Linked DNA regions of Mus musculus: all the other regions are linked to region 2. Evidence: chromatin contacts called from public Hi-C and promoter capture Hi-C data. All regions are on one chromosome and are shown on one strand. The core of a region is the stretch at or near the end of the contact, and the rest is flanking DNA. Distances in the headings are between cores, read along the strand shown.

What was found. Promoter capture Hi-C pulls out the DNA fragments that hold promoters and counts their contacts. Hi-C and Micro-C count contacts between places; a contact is called where the count stands out from the background.
Region 1: a promoter capture Hi-C map of pre-B cells shows a contact between it and region 2. The contact joins the promoter of 8430423G03Rik here to the enhancer-like site in region 2. A contact is called at or near these places in 15 of 39 promoter capture datasets (the 3T3-L1 cell line, the C10 cell line, the HPC-7 cell line and 10 more), 12 of 484 Hi-C or Micro-C datasets (the C10 cell line, CD4 T cells, the HPC-7 cell line and 7 more) and 11 of 115 datasets of contacts at active chromatin or transcription factors (the 230-238 cell line, acute myeloid leukemia, bone marrow-derived macrophages and 5 more).
Region 3: a contact with region 2 is called in a Hi-C map of CD8 T cells, with 2.1 times the contacts expected there. The contact joins two enhancer-like sites. A contact is called at or near these places in 1 of 39 promoter capture datasets (the C10 cell line), 1 of 15 datasets of contacts at CTCF or cohesin (CD8 T cells), 19 of 484 Hi-C or Micro-C datasets (B cells, the C10 cell line, CD4 single positive thymocytes and 13 more), 5 of 115 datasets of contacts at active chromatin or transcription factors (the 230-238 cell line, effector CD8 T cells, embryonic stem cells and 1 more) and 1 of 9 other capture datasets (embryonic stem cells).

Annotation. Positions count from the first base shown.
Region 1 is chr5:148,948,866-148,951,565 of GRCm38.p6, forward strand. 8430423G03Rik (RIKEN cDNA 8430423G03 gene) reads left to right here and starts at 1,385. Exons shown (of 3, transcript NR_040686.1): 1 at 1,385-1,523; 2 at 1,795-1,968; 3 at 2,468-2,700. LOC108169085 (a long non-coding RNA gene) reads right to left here. Exons shown (of 2, transcript XR_001785025.1): 2 at 1-143.
Region 2 is chr5:148,830,170-148,832,869 of GRCm38.p6, forward strand. No RefSeq gene overlaps it. Among named protein-coding and RNA genes, the nearest start is that of Gm36405, 22 kb to the left of the region's middle. Within about 2 kb of position 1,417, at least 51 of the 459 cell types and tissues checked have an H3K27ac peak or open chromatin away from gene starts, as enhancers often do. A contact at or near this core is called in B cells, CD8 T cells, the HPC-7 cell line and 3 more, where this site is marked.
Region 3 is chr5:148,895,897-148,898,596 of GRCm38.p6, forward strand. All of the region lies in intron 4 of Katnal1 (katanin p60 subunit A-like 1), which reads right to left. Among named protein-coding and RNA genes, the nearest start is that of Katnal1, 31 kb to the right of the region's middle. Within about 2 kb of position 1,330, at least 112 of the 459 cell types and tissues checked have an H3K27ac peak or open chromatin away from gene starts, as enhancers often do. A contact at or near this core is called in B cells, CD8 T cells and the HPC-7 cell line, where this site is marked.

The DNA of each region.
Region 1 (2,700 bases), core at 135-2,634, 120 kb after region 2:
GGTTTCCTGAGATGTAGGATGAGTGAGACAGTAACCCCAGCCTCTCCGAGCTGTTAGAATGAAAGCAATCAGAGGTGTCCCCTCCACAGCTGGAAGTCAGCAAGTGTCTGCTCTCCTTACCACCGCGCTGTTTCTTTTAGCACCTATAAAAATAACATGTTAAAGGAAAGGGTTTTTTTTTTAAAGTATATGTTTGGTCTAATAAAAGACTGTTTTCAGATTTGCAAATATATTTATGTGGAAAGACAGGTTCTTAGTTAAACATTCAAGATATCCATTTTTAAAAAATGTCCAACCCTAGAATCCAAATATTATTCCACAGCATCTTCCCGCACCTAAAGCAGTTTATATTTTGCTTGAGAGACTGGACATAGACCTGAAGAAACACTGGACAAAAATGCAAACCAAGCTTGGCATGCTAGCAAATTCGGTACCCAGGAGACTGAGGCAGGAAGATTTCAAAGTTGAGGGCAGCCTGAGATACACAAGGAGACCCTGTACAAACACACACATATGCAGGAATGCGCATGCCCGTTACTCAAGACACACGTCATGCCTGTAGACTATAAGAATTATAAAAACTACAAAGGAGAAAAATCTTGTATTCTAATCCACAGAGGCCCGAGAGTGGCGGTTACAGGTGGCTGTGAGCCACCATGCGAGTGCTGGGAACCAAACTTGGGGCCTCTACAAGAGCAGGAAGTGCTCCTAACCACTGAGCCATTTCTCCAGCCCCAAGGCTGAGCTTTTTATGAAATGCAATTCTGCTTGTAAAGTTACAGTCGTCGCATTTGACTGACGTGAGCGCAAGTCAACCGACCCAAGATACAAAAACACTGGCTCAGGATCTGGGGGATAGATAAACTGTAGATCAAACGTGTTTGATCCTCATGACTACAGAGACAAAATAATAAGTAACTTTTTAAAAACATATACAATGTTTCCTAGTTTTGTTCTCCAGGTGGCTGTGGCAGATCACTCCTGAGCCCCACCATTCGCCACTGTTTCTTTTTAGTTCAATCTAAATGGTTCCCCCGCAGGCAGGGCTTGCCCCATGGTAGGGTGCTGCCTCCCCGTAGCTTCAGGCCCATCACACAGTTTCTTGGCTGGCTGAACTGTTGGAAGTACTAAAGAAAGCAACAAATTGAAGAAGAAGCGAGCCTTGTTCTAAGTTGAGAACCCCAAACATAACACATAGAAATCACTACAAAACACGACAGCTGTAAGTGGTTGGGGAAAATCGACTCCTCAAGCAACCAGGCTAAGAGGCAGCGAACGGACTCCCTCCAACTGAAGTGAAATACCACACTGATTACTTCCTTACGATTCGCCATCCATCCTGGGCTTCCTGTTGTAAAAAGCCCCGCCACCCTCCTCAGTGAGCAATAGACCACACATTCCACAGCCACGACGTTTATTTCCTCTCGGTTACATGCTACCCTGTGGGACGACCAGTTACATTCTCTGGCCAAAAAGAAGAGGGGAGCCACGGGACATCCCCCAGCTGTCACGACTCAGAAAAGGTTTGCTTTTTCTCGCCTTCACCAGGGACAGAGGAGGACTCAATGGCGTGGGCTCTTTCCTCCATAACTCTCAAGTTTGGCAAGATCAGGGATCCAATATAGGCTGGTACTGATCCCTCCGTTCTTGCTTTCTATCAGAACACCGGTTTCATTCAGCAGGGGCGACGCTCCTGCTCGCACATGACCATTGTAGCTAAGAGAGGCCATGTGTCCCGATGCCGGCCAGTCCGGTCTGTAGATTTCTAGGCCCCGTTTTGTCTTTCTGTTTCAGGGAGTTCTCTTTCCTTATTTCCTCTTACTGTGTGGACTGAGGAGTTGGCTGTGGAACAGAGCAAGGAGCCCAAGGACCAGGAGGAGATAAGACCGTCAATAAAAAGCTTCCTGATGAACACCACGCCAAGGAAGAAAGATGCCTTCCAAGATCACTGGGGTCTCCAGGGCCCAGGTTTTGACCCTAAAAAAATTCCTGTAACAATTTTATGCCATGAAACTTTATTTTGTAAATGCATTTTTTTCCCCTCAATTACTTTGAGAGTCAGTTTAATGCGTTACATTGTGGCATTTTTGGTAATTTTGTGTAATTAATTATACTTTGTCTTCCTTCTCACTACTCTGCCCCATCTGACCCTGCTTACTGGCCTTTTCCTGGTCCCCTACTCCCCTCAAGTCCTCTCTCCTTTCATGTCCCTGAATTGTGTTATTTACACACACACATGCGTGCACACACACACATACACACATACACGTGCACTCGTACAATCTTGGCTTGGTCACTTGTTCCCCAGTTGGCCCACTGTTTAGTTTAGGCAAGAATTGTCAAGGAGATTTAAATGCCCTGGCCACATTGGGATGTGTGTGGTCTGGCAACATCCTCCCTCGACCACCCCCAATTGACACCTTTCTCCTCTCCAGATTCTGTGATTGTTCTTGTCTTCCATCTGCAGCCTTAGGTGAAACAGCCCGACCACCATGGATCTGACCAGCCCTCTGAGGAAAGAGATAGCCCTCCCATCTCCAGACTGAGGCCTACAGGGCTCCTCAGGACAGCCACTACCAGCACCATGGTGAAAACATAGAGGAGAAGCCCAGAAAGACTGAATTCTGAAACAGGCGAAGGGGCGAAGGGACTCATGGGAATTTTTTTTTTTTTTTTTTTTTGATTCTCTAAACCACCTAG
Region 2 (2,700 bases), core at 167-2,666:
TGGAGTGACATACAAGAGAACGGTGCAGTCAACCCTTTCTCCCCGAGCTGTTTTTGATCAGCACATTTTATCACAGCAACGGGAAAGTCAATTGGATCACTTGTTTCATTTCATCGTCCAAAATGTTCAAGTGATTTCAAAAGTGGTTGGGGGTCTCTGGTCTGCAAGATAAGCCCTTTAAAGGGCATTCTAAGCCTTGCCACCCTCCGTAAGTCTGAGTCTCTTAGTGTAAAGGATAACGTGAGTCTGTGCTGCACTTCCTTAGTAATTAGCACACTGTGCTACAATTCTGACAAAGCCCATGTATTTTGACTCAAATTATGAGTGTTGTGCAAACTGCACAAACTCCAAGAAAACAAGGCACATTGATATTAGGAGGGTGCAGAGCTCATTGATCTTAGGAGGATGCAGAGCTCATTGATCTTAGGGGCGGATGCAGACATTGTTGCGAAGCAGGAGCTCCTGGACCAGGCTTGAGGGCCGCCTTAAGGCAAGATCCCTAAATCCTTTGCCTTTAGTTGCTTCATCGGTCCAACGGGATTAGAAAGCTTGCTGGGTTGCTGTGTAGACGGAAGTTGTCAGTATCTGTGGGCACCGTGTTTGGTGCAGGGGTGAACTTAGGAAAAGAAAAGGCATTGAAAACTTCCTGAGCACCTAGTGACTCGTTAATAGCCTGTGACAAAACATGGCTTTTTTTTTTTTTTTTTTTTTTTTAAATAATGAAAGAAGAAAACAGTCACTGGTGTTCATTGATACTGGGGCTAGTTTATTTTTCCATCTCAAAACCAGGGTTGGTCAGGGAGGAGAAAGAGTGGGGAAGGTTTAAGCAAATAATAGCCCAAAATGTCTGAATAAAATTTTGCAAAGAAAAAAAATATAAAATTTTCTTCCCAAGGACGGCAGTTGGGCAACACGGGAGCGATTTTCTGCTTGGTCTTGTTCTCAAGACAAACACAGCGCCAAGTGGAAATCTTCATTTCCTCACTCGGGGAGAGACAAACGGGTCTGTCTGTCTATTAAGTCTTTCAAATCTGTGACCACAGACTGCAGGCAGAAGACAAGGAAGCAGAAGCTTGGTTGAGTTGGGCAATTGCTTGAAAAGCATCTCTGTGGGAGAGCAAGGCTCCCGGGGCAAAACGTGCTCTAGGAACAAAGCCCTCTCCCAGGGGAAGCGCAAGGGGCTGTAGTCCTTCAAGGGCTGGGGAGACAGAGGGCGGACCAACCCTAATAGCCAGGGAAATATGGAAGGAGGGACTCTGGCAGACGCTACAGTGTCTGTTTGGGTCTTTACCACTGCTAGTGGCCTTGATCCCTTTCACGCAGGATTTAAATGAGTCCAGATCCCAGGGCCCCCTCCTCCTATTCTTGGCCTAACGCACAGTGAAAATGAAAGCTCACTTGCTCAACATCCCAGGGGAAGCGCTGAAGCCACATGAATTCATTTGAGCACAAACTGAAGCTTGCCCATTCAAACGGCAAACACCATTTACTTCGAGTTTATTTATTTAAGAGAGAGCTTTTGAAATTTAATGTCATACTTCCCTGCTCCCTTTTCTGCCAGGAGATGGTTCCGAGATGAGCAGAGCGAAGGTAGAGGGTGGAGAGGGGCGCTCAGTAGCACCCCCTGCTGGTTGGTTGTTTTGTTGGCTTGCTGCTGGGTCGGCAGTGTGGATATTGCTGATGGAGAGACTCAGTGAGGAGATATGGAGAGGTCGTCGCCCACGCTGTTGGCGTCTGCAGTTTCTGTCCCTGCCACGCTAAGCAAGAGGCCACTATTGATCCTTTCTTATACCCACTCATGCTCATTGAAAGCTCGTGGCTTTAAACACCATTCATACGCTCAGGCTTTTCCTTAGCGACAGACTTGTTTGTCCACCCGCTAGAAGGCGCCACAAGGATACTGGATGCAAACTGCGTGCTTCCAGGCTCAGCACCTGCCCTTGCTAAGTCCGACTTCCTCTCCCGACTCTTTCGGACAGTGAAGGCAACTCCTTCATTTCCACATCTTGGGTTCACCCCTGACCATCTTAATTCTCCACGCACTAGCCCACGTGATCAGCAGCCCCGTGACCTTACCTTTAAAATACACTCAGAGGTCGATGGCTGACCACTTGCTCCCAGCCACTACCTCAGCGTAGCCACCACTGGCCTCTTTCCAGGTTGTTACCTATTTGGCTTCCCGGGTTCTTGTCTCTCTGATATACAAATCCATCCCGAAAGCAAACTCCCCTGTTAGTCTCACATGGTTTGAATAGTCTCACATGGTTTGAAGCCTCTGGTTTCTCCGACCTCGTCGCAGTTAGCTTTCCTGTCCACTTGCAGCTCTGATTCAGGAGCCCTGCGAGTCCCCTTCCCTCTGTATACGATGGCGGTCACCTGGGTTAGCTCCTGACCCAACCTGGGCTCCTGGTGCTGCTCAGATATCCTTATCTCCTGAGGATTAAATACCTAGATACTTTCTCTAATCATCTTCACTACCCATCTGAATTAGGGTTCTCTAATGGAATGGAACTGATAAAATCAGTGTGTGTGTGTGTGTGTGTGAGAGAGAGAGAGAGAGGGGGGGGGGATAGAGAGAGAGAGAGAGCACCTGTGCGCCCACTAAAGGAAAGTCCAAGAATTCCGTAGTTGTTCCCTCCACGAGACAGGAAGTTTCAGTGTCCTTACCTGGTGCTGGAATCTGATAAGTTATTTCTCTGC
Region 3 (2,700 bases), core at 80-2,579, 66 kb after region 2:
GCTAGGGCTAGGTCAAGTGCTTAGTAATATCCTTGTAGCAAAAGTGGCAGGTATTAAAACTGACTCTATTAAAACAAGCTCCTAGCATAACAACACAACAAACAATACCAACCAACTTAAAACAAGTTCTGTCTCGGATCACATTTTACGACGTGGCTAGGCCATGGCTATGAGTCACTCGCAAGTCAAACCCTGGGAACACTATGACCATTCTCCAGTATGCTCGAAACGAGGTAGTGAGAGCATCAACAGGGGCCGACTTTGTGATTTCAGATTTGCCACATGGAAAGTGAAGTTCAAATCTCACTTTCACACAAATGCCCTCAGAACAGGGAGGCGAGGCTGGCTCGATACACACCAAGAGGAAGGAAAAGCCCCATCTCTGACTCAAAGAAATGGGAATCGTGGGACTGTCCAAAGGCAGATGTGAGCAGGTATCAGACAGCTCATCGGATTGCTAGCACGGTTTCCAGGCAGGGTGAGGATGCACTGTGGCCCTCTCTAAGCACCTATCCAGCCCCCCGTGGGAAAGCCGAGCTGTTGACGTGACTGAGGACAGGATGGAGAAACGGGCAGCATCCGATCTGACCTGCACTTCAGACAACCCTGGTGGCTACTGCTGGAAAGGATGATGGGAAGGAGGAGGAATCTAACAAGTAAAACCCTTTCCTGCACAGAGAAGTCGGTGCGAGCCTCTGAACGACCTGGCCAGTCAAAGCAAGATGGTGAAGGGAGAACTCTGAGGCTACAGCAGAATCACCGTGAAAGTGGGCGAGTAGTGTCATTATCACAAACATAAAATAGGGCGGGGAGAGCTGATACATACGCCGTGTGCCTGAGCAGAAGTAGTCCATTAGCTGCACTACTTTAATAAACAGACAGCTTTCAAGCAATGAAGCTGACATCTGGGACATGGGGTCTTCTACAGAACACTAGACTGGAACATCACAGAGTGACCTCAGAACTCTTTCCTTAGATTTGCGCACGAAGCACTAAGGTCAGAATTAGCAACCATTTGACAGTGTGAAGGCTGATAGACACTTTTCTTTTCCCTAAAGCAAAATAGTTAGCTTCTTTGTACTAATTTCTAAATTATTCAAATCAAGACAACTTCCGTAAGGATCTTTTGTGAGTCGTGCCTCTTATTCTATGTGAAGAAAATGAGGCTCTAAGTGACAAAGCAAATATTTATAGCTTGCAGTCAGTGACTGACACAGCCTGTCCCCAAATGCAAATAGCATGCGCATCTTCCTTTGCAGCTCCTCTCACTGTGGGACTGAGTGATTAAGACACAGACAGCTACTGCTCTGTGCCGTGCATTTTACAGACACATTGTTCAATGACCAGCTGAGAAATGGCTCGCACATCACACCACGTGGAGGAGGATTCCGGGAAATGTGGGCCACGAAAGCCAATGAGCTACTACTGGAACCACCACCCTTGGCTGCTGTTACTGCGGAGGCCGATAGGAAGCAACAGAAGAGGCGGGTTTCAGATCAACATAGGATTTTTCTGACAGCGTGTCCTGTTTGACAAAGATACTGCCTTTCTAGTCAGGCAGTGAACTACATACAGTCACCCGAACATCTCCGAGCTGTAGACGGCCTGTGGCTCTTTCTATAAAGCTGTTGCTTCTCCCATGTCCAACTTACCCTCTGCTGCCTGGACTCAGTAGATAAAAACAAATGCAAAATTTCTTAGACGTATCATTTCTTTCTTTCCTCCCTTCCCTGCCTCCCTCCCTCCCTCCCTTCCTTCCTCTTTTTCTTGGTGTCAAGATTAATTACATCCATGGTTGGGTAAGCACTCTTATCAAAGAACTACATTCTCAGCCTCAATATATCAATTATACATATTTAATTGTTTTTGTTTTTAAATGTGTCTGTGTGTGTGTGTGTGTGTGTGTGTGTGTGTGTGTGTGTGTGTGTAAGCCAGGGACATGAGATCCTCCTGGAGCAGGAGTCACAGGATTGTGAATTACCTGACCAAACTCAGGTCCTCTAGGAGAGCAACAAGTGCTCTTAACCATTGAGCCATCTCTCCAGCTCCAATATCTCTTCTGTAAACTGCTAATTCTGTATAATCTTTTTCATGCCTCTGTTTGTCTCCCACTGTCAGGTCAGTCTAGCAGCTGACATCCACAATGCTCACGGTGTTGGTGCCCTGGGAACCTAGCACATATCAGCACATTCAAGAAGCGAGGAAACTGGCAAACCAAGTCAGCCGCCCGTCCAAGCGGCAACAGCGGCCTAGGCACTCTAGCTGTGGGCCTGGGCTTGCAGCCAGTTTGTTCACAGGGCACACTGCTGCACATGGGGGCTGCTTCCACCCCACAGCAGAAACAAACACAGGAAACGTTAGACAAGGACGCCAGCCTGCAGCCCACCGGAGCCCTACTGCCCCACAAAGTAACGCAGGCAGACAATGCAGAGCACACTTACTGACGTGGGTGCAGCGCCCTACACTGCCCAATCAGGATACAAGGATTGTAGCAACAGATCCACAGCAAGCTCTGTGCTCACCAATATGCACACTCTTCCCACAATAGTCATGAGCAGGTTTAGTGTGCCAGGCTCTGTTCTAGGCACAGAATACAGCAATGAAGCAAAAAGACTGAGACCTCAGTGCTCATGAGGTTTAGGAGGAATAAATGAAATATGGTTGCTAAGACTTCACATTCAATCTTCCCATTTATAAAAC